Linked DNA regions of Macaca mulatta: region 1 is linked to region 2. A link is a contact called in public Hi-C data. All regions are on one chromosome and are shown on one strand. The core of a region is the stretch at or near the end of the contact, and the rest is flanking DNA. Distances in the headings are between cores, read along the strand shown. Region 1 overlaps SHB (SH2 domain containing adaptor protein B). Region 2 overlaps SHB (SH2 domain containing adaptor protein B).

Evidence for each region. Hi-C and Micro-C count contacts between places; a contact is called where the count stands out from the background.
Region 1: a Hi-C map of fetal cortical plate shows a contact between it and region 2, with 2.3 times the contacts expected there. The contact joins two enhancer-like sites. A contact is called at or near these places in 2 of 14 Hi-C or Micro-C datasets (fetal cortex germinal zone and fetal cortical plate).

The regions. Positions count from the first base shown.
Region 1 is chr15:61,672,356-61,677,473 of T2T-MMU8v2.0, forward strand. It overlaps SHB (SH2 domain containing adaptor protein B), which reads left to right. Exons shown (of 7, transcript XM_077965687.1): 7 at 4,083-4,953. The coding sequence ends at 4,266. Among named protein-coding and RNA genes, the nearest start is that of SLC25A51, 32 kb to the right of the region's middle. Within about 2 kb of position 2,051, at least 6 of the 40 cell types and tissues checked have an H3K27ac peak or open chromatin away from gene starts, as enhancers often do. A contact at or near this core is called in fetal cortical plate, where this site is marked.
Region 2 is chr15:61,598,481-61,603,198 of T2T-MMU8v2.0, forward strand. All of the region lies in intron 2 of SHB (SH2 domain containing adaptor protein B), which reads left to right. Among named protein-coding and RNA genes, the nearest start is that of SHB, 73 kb to the left of the region's middle. Within about 2 kb of position 2,976, at least 19 of the 40 cell types and tissues checked have an H3K27ac peak or open chromatin away from gene starts, as enhancers often do. A contact at or near this core is called in fetal cortical plate, where this site is marked.

The DNA.
Region 1 (5,118 bases), core at 801-3,300, 73 kb after region 2:
ACACCTCTCATTGTGACTTTGCCCTCGCAAGATGTCCTGTCAAAGGAGACGGGGCTGATGCAGGAGCTTGGCAGGCACAGCAGACTGTTGAAGCTCCCCGGGGGCAGTGTCCTCCCTGAACCGCGATGGTGCTGAAGTGCGGAAGTCCACGCTGCCTTGAAGAAAGGTGGGAGGAGGTGTGGCCCAGAGCCCGGCTTACCTGGCTCGGGATGCAGGACCAGGGCTTTGGGCTCACCTGCAGCCTGCCTTGCTGTGCACCTTGGGCCAGGGTAGTATACTGTCTGGCTTCAGTTTCCTCCACAGTACCCCAGGGGAGTGAGAGGTGACCCCCAGACTGCTTGCAGCTCAGAATACATGCTGTCTGCAGCAGCCACGCATCCCTGGGCATACTCCTTGCCTGATGTACCCCTCTGTTCTCCACAGAAATGCTCATGCTTCCTTTGCTCATGCTCGCCTCTCCTTTTGTGTGAAGGTGGGAGTCAGCGAAGCCACTCCTGGCAGCTGCTTTTAAATCTTCAACTGTTAGGTGACATCTCCCTCATGGGGACCTTAACCAATGAGAATGTATTGTCACAGCATGTCTCCTGGCTGTGTGTGGACAAGGCGTCACCTGACCCTTGCATTGGTCGAGGATTGGCAGATAGTCTCGGGACCTCAGACCCCTGGGGGGCGGTCCTGGGGGCTCCACCAATCAGAACATGTCATTCCCAATCCTCGGCACAGCCCCTTGCGTGGGTGCCACACATTGTCTTTTACTCCCAGCCCCTCTGCTGTCTCTGACCTGCTGTCAGCCCTGCACCATGGGCGCTGTGGAAGCGGAAGATCAGCGTGGAGGGGATGTTTGCTCAGGGTCTGACGCCTCTCACCCACCCCCCTGCCTGGCTTCACGTGGAGCACTGAGGGTTACATGAGGCCCTCTCTTAGGTCTGGGGAGTGCTGAGGTCAGGAGCACTGACTCTGGACATTGGCTGCTGATGATCACTGTGTGATCTTGGGCCGGACACCTCCCCTGTCTGCTCCTCGGTGCTTAAACACATAGAGCCTGGCCTATAGGAAGGATTGTCCCTGAAGGCAATCCTGGCCGATGCCCCAGCGAAAGCAGGACTGGGGATGAGGGCAGCGGTGGAGGGAATGTGTCAGGCTGCTTGCAGACCCCTTCCTGCAGGAAGCCCTCAGCAGGTAGGCAGCAGATTATGTTTTGCACATATGGAATCCAGGACCTAGGGCTGGAAGCACCCCCCGGGGTCATCTAGTCAGCCTCCCTGTGGATGCAGTGGGAGAAGGGACAGAGCCCAGCAAGGCACAAGGACAGCCTGAGGGCTAGGGAACCCACGGGGTGCAGTGCTTGAGCCCGGGAGGGTCAGCATGTGAGCGTGCCTTTCTCCCTCTGCCTGAGAATGGTCAGGCCTCAGACTGGGGGTTCATGGAGCCCAAGTGCTGGTCCCAGCTCTGCCTTGGTCTCTGAGCTTCGGGACCAGCCTGCCCCATTGGCACAGCCTGGCTCAAGGTGGTAAACTTGTGGGTGCTTACACAAGCGAAATAGGAGTGTGTTGGGGGGGGATAAACAGCAGGCTCAGACAGGCAGGAGGGACTTCCAGGGGACGTCTAGACTCTTCTCAGCCTGGCAGCTGCCCCAACTCGCTATCTGTCAGCAGCCAAGGTACAGAGGACATCGTACCTTGGCCATTCTAAGCCCCTATCCTGTGAACAGAGGAGCTTAGCGTCTGCTTCAGACTGTGAGAGCCATTGCCGCCGTCACTGTCCACATCCCTTGCCCGATGCTGTAGAACAAATTAGTGTGAAATGTCACTTTCATCCATGTGAGTTACTCTCCTAACTTTGAAAATGAAACTGGCTCGCTCCCCTACAGCTTCATACCTGCACACTGGCAGACTCTTCCCGCCAGCGGCCGTGACCGTCTGCCTGACACCTCCTCCACTCTGTCCCCCAGGCATAGATCTGTGAGAATCACAAAGCCTGCTGGTCCAGCACCCCAAAAACATAAGGCCACTCAGTGCATGCACGTAGAGGGGAATGATGTGCCCAGGGTCACACCCTCCTCCCTGCTGAGTGTCCCTGGCACCTGCAGCCCCTTCTTACCAGCCCTGCTCTCTCGCCCGCCCACACCCGTTCTCCAGGCGAAGCTGGGCATGTGGCTCTGAGAGCTCAGCTTTTTAACTCTTCTGCTGTTTTCTCAGCCACGCAGTTTCAGTGTGTTATTTAAGCAATCACAGCCCTTTCCAAGCTGGCACAGATCTGTGGTCTCTTCGGCGTGGCGGGTAGGTGAGTCTTCACTGGAATGGAGTTTTACATTCTTCTTGTCATATACACGCCGTTTCCTTTCTGCAGCCTAAGCAAGTGCGCCGCCTGCTTCTCAGACGTGTCTAGGCAATTCTCCAATGAAATGACCCTTCACTGAGGAGCAGAACTTGCCACAGGCTCTGTAATTAGAACATTGCCAGCCTTAAAAAAATCTTGATTTAAATTTCAGTTCTCTACAGGAATTATTCTCTCTTGAAATGTAATTGCTCTCCCAACGATTTCTGTTAAGCTGAGGGTGACATCTCTCAATACATTATTATAAGCAGACATATTGCTTAGTGCTCGCACTTCATTAAGCATTTGTTCTGCCCATTTGAAAATGGTCCTGGAGCCCAAGTTAAGGTGTCAATAGAGCGGGCACTCGTTAGCTTGGGAAGCCCAGTCCTGACTGGAAGAGATGTGTTCAAGCCCTGAGAGGCCTTGTGGGAGCGACAGTGGCGAGGGGCGGAGCTGGAGTGGAAAGGCTGCAAACCTTCAAGTCTGCTTGGAGCTCAGGTTGGGGGAGTCTTCTAGAGGCCGTGGAGATGGGGGCAGGTGATTTGTCAGAAGCTCCAGCTTTCTACCTAAGGGACAGACACCCGATAAAGTGAACTGTGCTTTGGAAAATCTAAAGCATCCACAGGTGTGGTGGCAGGATCATAGTGGAATCATAAAAGGTGTGGAACTGAGTAGGCAGGAAGACGGCAGCCTGGACCGAGGCAGGCTGGTGGAGGGGTGAGGGGTCCAGTGTGGCTGCAGCCCCAGCGAGAGCTGGGAGAGGTCTGCTGGGGCCAGGCAAATGCTGGTGGGAGGACCATGGCCTTGGCTCTGTGTGAGCAGATGCAGGTGGGCTCCAAGGGCTTTGAGCACACAGGCTCTGCTCTGATCTCTGAGGAACCCACCCCACTGCTTTTCCTTGAGCAGACTTCAGGAGGTTCCTCTCAGGCAAGTCTGAAGCCAAGCATGGTGGACATAGACTGGGCTCTGCTCCGTGGCATGCTCAGAGGAGCTGGGATGGTGGCTAAGTACCTGCAGTTCAGGAAGGCACGCGTGTCCTCAGTGCCACCAGATGAAGGAAGGAGCTCTGCCTGTGGGAGCCTGGAAGACCACCCAGCAGAGACAACACAGGCTGGACCTTGGGAGAGACAGGGTTTATGAAGAAGGGAAGGATGCAGAGGGCAGGTAGTACAGACTTTCTGCCCACATTGCATTGGCTAAGCCAAGTCACATGGGTAACTGCCTGCAAGGGAGGCTGGGAAATGTAGTCCCTGGCTGGGTGGCCCCTTCCCAGTGACAGTTTTCTACTACTGAAAGGGAAGGACAGATCACTTGCCATCTCTGCCACACAATTTCCTCCTCTGGAAACTGGGGGTGATGACCCTTGCCCTACCCACTTGTCATGGCATTGGGGATATGAACACACTTTGCACCTGTCAGGCAAGGCTTAAACAGGGATATGCACTAGTAGTATAAAGAGGGACTAAGTTTTGTTTTGTTTTTCTGAAGAAGCCCCTAGAATCATTCAGTGTTGGAATGCTCTCCTGTAGCCTGGCAGCAGAACCAGCCGTGCTGCTGGTTCTGGGTCAGATGCTGGAATTGGGGGTGCACTTGGGTGCAGCTGCATTTCATCTGGTCCTGGGCCTTGGCCCTGGCATGGAGAGGTGCAACTCCCAGCCACTTCATGGCTGGGATCCCTTCTGTCCCAGACAGCTGAGGAGTCCCTTGGCCTTAGCCTGAGTGTCAGAGGGGTAGTTCTGATAACCTCTGTGTTTTGTTCACAGGAGCAACCAGGGTTTTATGCACATGAAACTGGCCAAAACCAAAGAGAAATACATTCTGGGTCAGAACAGCCCTCCATTCGACAGTGTCCCGGAAGTCATCCACTACTACACCACCAGAAAGCTACCCATCAAAGGGGCCGAGCACTTGTCCCTCCTCTACCCCGTGGCTGTGAGGACCCTGTGAGCGGACCAGACCTGCCCTGCTCTGTGACAGAGCCTGAGACTTGGAGGTGCCGGAGGCCCCCCACCAACCAGCCCGGCCACTGTTGCTGGCTGTGTCATTTGTGTTGTGTGTATGGTACTAGCACACCACTGCATGTCTCTAGAATGCTGTTGCCACTTACGGGGGCTGGAGAAGGCCTGGATAAAGACAGAGGGGCGGCCAACACACCACCCCAGCCCCCACCCCCACCCTCTCCTTGAGTTTCTGTGAATTAAAATATTTGCAAATCCAAAGAGATGCCTTCCAGGATGAACAAAGGCAGACCAGCTCCGAGGGGTGGGGGCAGGGCGGGGCGGGAGCTCCCTGGCTGACATCTCTTTGTTCTCCAGCCGTCTCGAATTCACACCTGTGTATGGGGCAAAGTTTTCCCACAGGGGCCCCCAACGGATGCTGGGAGCCAAATGCTGGTGCTTTGAGAGTCCCGGAGGCACTGGCGTTCCGCCCCGCTGGTGTGTGTGTGTGTGTCTGTGTGAGTGTGTGCGTGAGTACAGATGTGAGAATGTGGTCACACACAGATGGGTAAGCCCGCTGATCTACTTGTAGTCACTCAGTGTAATCGTTAGGCGATCTTCAAGGAATCATTGTGCAGTCAAAAAGAGGATTCAATTATTTATGAATAGGGTATGTAAATAAAATAGTCATTTAATATATAGCCTTATCCTTTTTTGATATACTGCAGAGGGTCTCTGAGGGGTCAGTGCTTGTCTACTGGTTTCACTCCCAGAGAAAGGTGTGTCTCCTCTGGGCTTCCTGCTGTGGCAGGCCCCAGGGAGGGGAGGGAGGCCGAGGCCTCAGCTCCAGTCCTCAGCAGCT
Region 2 (4,718 bases), core at 1,726-4,225:
CTCCCTCTGAGCTGCCTGCTCCCGGCCACTGGTGCCTTGGAATTATAACTCAGAGCTCAGAGCAACAGGAATGCTGTAAATCTCCATCGCGCTCCCCTTTACAAGCAGGCAGTTGGGCACGGCGGCACTTTACAAGAGAAAGCAGCTCCACCACAGCAGAATGCAGTGAGTGCCTGTCACACAGGCTGTCTTGCCTCTGCCTCTGCTTGCTCTGTTGGACACAGTGGGTACCACAAGCCAGGAAGAAGCGTCACTCTTGTTTATCCCCATCCCATCCCAGAGCCCTCTGCCCCTTAGCATGGTCTCCTCCTGGGCCTCAGGCCCCCAGGGCCTTATTGTCCTTTCTCCCACTTGCCGTTGTCACACAGTGACAAGCTGCTGTCACCCTGGACAGCTGTTGTTTGACAAGCTGGCCATCTCCCCCGGGGTGAGGGAGCAGAGTGCCTTGGCCTCCGTGTCTCTGTGATGTGAGAGGTACAGGGCTCCAGTCCTGAGGAGGGTGGAGCTGGACAGCCCAGAAGGCCAACCACAAAGATAAGATAACTTGGAGTACAGTCCTTTAGGAGTTTTGCCCACTCTGCAGTCATTTTGCACCCTCCTGTGCCAGCTCCTACACTGGGCGTCCAGAGATGGACATAAATGAGACCCAGGCCCCAGTGGATGTGGACTCAGGTCTGACATGTCTTGGGCTTTACTGATGAGCAAGCCGGGGGGAAGGGGCTGTCTAGGCAGCAGCCCGAGCTCAGACCTTGAGGAGAGGACTGGTGGCTCTGGGGACCCACCGGTGGTTTCGTAGGTGCTGAACTGACACCTGAGTTGGGTCCTGAGGTTAACTCAGAGGTGGGTGCCATGTAGAGAAGAGGGAAGGGATGGCTTGCAAATGGAGATACAGCCTGTGGCCGGCATAGCTGCAGCTTCAAGAACTTACAGAGGGGAGACATGTGGCTGCCAAGATGTTCGATGACCAGTTTATAAAGGGCTTTCCGAGCCCCCTAAGAGGCTTGGACTGTATCCTCAGGACTATCTGGAGTTGTTGAACCTTCAGCTGCTCCCACCCACCTCCTGCCTGTCAGCTTACCATTTCCCTGACTCAGACTATTGAGCTCATTGAAATCCTACTGACACCAAGCGGACACACAGGTTTATCGCATAGAGCCTCTGCTCTCAAACCTGGGTCAAGTTGGAAAATTAGTCCAGGATAAGAAGGTAGATGTGGAGAGTCACAGGGCGGTTAGAGCCAGCACTGGCAATGTCTTTAGGCCTTGGGTAATTAATTGACATATGAATCAGACAGATAATTAGCACTACATTGGGGTGCCAAAGGGACAGAATTCTTCTCCAGGTTGGTTAAGGGACTACCGTAGAAGGAGGGGAGATCTAGGCCCAACCTTGAATGCCTTTGGGTGTTGAATGAGGAGCTGAAAGGAAGGCCATTGCTGGGTAGGTGGGGACCAGCAGGCTCCAACCTTGGCCCAGAGCCAGCACATCAGTGGACACTCTGTGTCTGTCCAATATTAGGAGATGGGGAGCCGGCTGGTGCTATAGAGATAAGGGCTTTAGACTCTCACCTAAGTGTTCATTGACTTACTAAATATTTTTAAAGAACTGCTGCTTTATTTAGGCTCTAGGCTCCTGTGTACATGATCACAGAATTCTGCACACGTACAGGCCTCAGACCTGAGTTAAGGACCCTCCACCCGAGGGCTGGACAGGCTGCAAGGCTGTCCCCTCTGTGTGCTATTTCTCCCTGTTGAGCAGGCTGCAACCATGAGTACCAGCTAAGCTCAGACTTGATGATCCAGGTGAGAAGCAGAAAAGTTCATCCTGGGTGTGAGGGAAGAGGAGGGGCTCAGATGCTCCTGAAAATGGAGTCGCTTCATGCAGCCTGTGGACAGATGGCACGGCGGCTTCCTCAGGAGGCTGTCCTGTGTCCACTCCCACCTGCAGACCCTGGCTGACTGCAGGCACACAAAATGGCTGCAGTCATTTCGGCTTGGACATTATTCAAAACCGCCATTTCATGTCGTCCACCACATAGAAAAATCTCCACAAAGCACTCTGGTACATTTCATTTTAAACAGTGGGAGCTTCCTGGTGAACCCTGTAAGAGGAATTAGTTGCAAATTAAACCCCCAGGAAGCAGAATGACTTGACCTATTGTATGGAATTGTTGGGTGTAAGCCAATCGGATGTTGAAAGACACCTGCCTAAGATGGTGATTTGGGTCTCAGAGCAATTGATCTTAAACCCCTCTGGCAGATGTAAGGGAGTGCCATCAAAGTGTCCTCAGAACAGTGACCTCTGCAGAGTAGATGAGAATGACGGGAATCAGCCAGCGTGGAACGAGGCCCCTGCAGGTACTGGGGGCTTTCTGGATAAGTTTGTCCTCCTTGTTTTGAGCACCCTTCATCTCATTGCTCCCTCTCCCCTAATACTCCTTCTGCTATTAATATACATGACATTGACAGTGAGGAAGGCAAGCTAGGAAGGCGGCTTCCCACCAGTGGAGGAGGAATGAGAGTAAAATGACCTTTGGGGTGATGCGAGACTCAGCAGGGCCTCTGAGGTCCTGTGCTCCCCAGGCTTGGAGCACTCTGTGACCCAGGCTGGCCTGTGCAGGAGCATTTTTCCAGACTGACAGTGGCCAGCCCCTCTACCAGAGCTGGGAAAAGCAGGGCCTTCTCCCCACCAGCCGTGGGCAGGTGGCTGGAATATCAGGCCCAGAGACCAGCAGGTATACACAGCAGAGGAGGGCTCGCACTACGAGGAGTTTAAAGATTCCTTGGGAGGGTGGGGCAGGACTTCCCCAGGGAAGTGGCCGCCTCTTTGTCTCACCAGGACAAGGATGAGCGGGATGAGCTGGAGCCTCAGCGGTCATGTGGCCTGTGGCTGGTGCCTTCCTCCGTCAGGGGACGTGAGTGAAATCTGAAGTGCGTGTCTGTGTGGTGGCAGCTGTAATGTGACAGCTGCCGCCTGCCCGCCCTTCCCCCAGCCTGTTCTCGAGTGAGGAAGCTTGTCTGGCAGCGCCAACTCAGCTGTCATCCCACATCAGTTTTTGTAGGTTCCCAGCTAGTGGAAAAGTGCCAAACACAAGCAGATGATACACTTAATGAAACACTCAGGAAGAACGCTTCAGTTCCAGATATTAAGGGTTTGTGTGTCATGTTTCTGAGCCCTGGAATCAGATCATGCCTTCTCAGCCTTGTCACAGAGTACAGGGCTCTTCCTTTTAGGAGTGAATATGAGAAATATTTCATGGTGAAGTAGAAGTTTCTGCTATTGAAGGGCAGCATACGTGACTGATATTACGAAAGAAAAATGAAATGAGACGTCTTCTCCATGTGGACATAAACCTGTTGACTGGTGAGTCACTTATACCAGATGTCAGCTAGAAGGAAGGTTGTGTGTGTGTGCACTCTATGTATATTCCTCATATGTAACATTTGCATGGAGTTTTATGGTTACAGGACTCTTTCATATACCCTTTATTTTATTTTAAACAGCCCCATGAAGTTGATATTAATATTCTCCCCACTCCACAACAGAGGTTGCCAAGTCTCTACTGGGGCAAATCACTTCCCAGAGGGCATAGGCTGGCGGTCAGCACAGCCAGGGTTTGAACTAAGTCTCCTAAGTCCAGTTCTAAAATGAACTTACTGGTATTTGGAATTGCCAGTGTATTTCATATGTGGAATCAAAGGGGAAGTAATCAGTCATTTGAGTTATATTTGCATTTATTCTAACCTGATCAAGTTTGAATGAGGGATGGGACAGAAGAGAATAATATTTATATGCACGATGCTCTTCATTGGTTACTCTTTGATATCTACTGATGTCATTTGGCTTTTGAGGAGCTGGAAGCACAGGGAAGCTGGAGTATTTGCCGAGGTCATGCGGCTTGGAGTGGCCAGCTGAGAGTCCATTCCAGATCTCATGGTCACTTTCTACTGTCTCACATTGCAGCGTTGCTATAACCATATGTAAATATAAAGTAACAAAGGGATAATATGACAAAGGGTGATTCCGTAAATAAATGAACCACTGAGGCCGATCAGCTGCCTATGGTTCCATCATTTTGCAGACAAGGAAGCTGCAAAGGAGAGGGGGTGCTGTCTGGGGTCTCTCAGCAGCAGCTGGGGCCAGGCTCCTGACCCAGCCATGTTCCACCCATTGCCCTCCTAGGTCTCAGCTTCAGGTTAGTCTTCACAGTCTAAGTTTTTTTTAGGTCTTCGAGCCAATAGACAGGAATGCTCTTGGAGTTGATCTCAGTTCTGTATCGTCAGCTTCCTAGTTAGAAGAGAACCTTAAAATTCCAAAGTTCAGGCAACTCCTCCCTACCAAGTGAGACTGTAAGCTCAGGCTTATATCAAAAATTCTGTATTTCTCAACGATGAAGTCCACATTTGCACTCCCAGTTATTTTTAGGTGGAAACTTTATATTTTCTGTTTCGTATCACATTGGCTTCCCTGCGTAACTGAGCTTATATTTTCTGTCTCGCAATAGTGTTGGAGAAGCCTTATTTTTAGCTCGGTTCGTTTTTCTTCCTGTGACTTCCTTTTTCTTGTTTAACACACACACACACACACACACACACACACACACACACACACACACATATATTCAAGTAGGCATCCGTTCCCATCGTACTCTCCCTGCCAGTTCTCATTCACTTGGTCACAAGACTTCATCCAAAAGGCAAGTGTTAAGCCTCATCTCA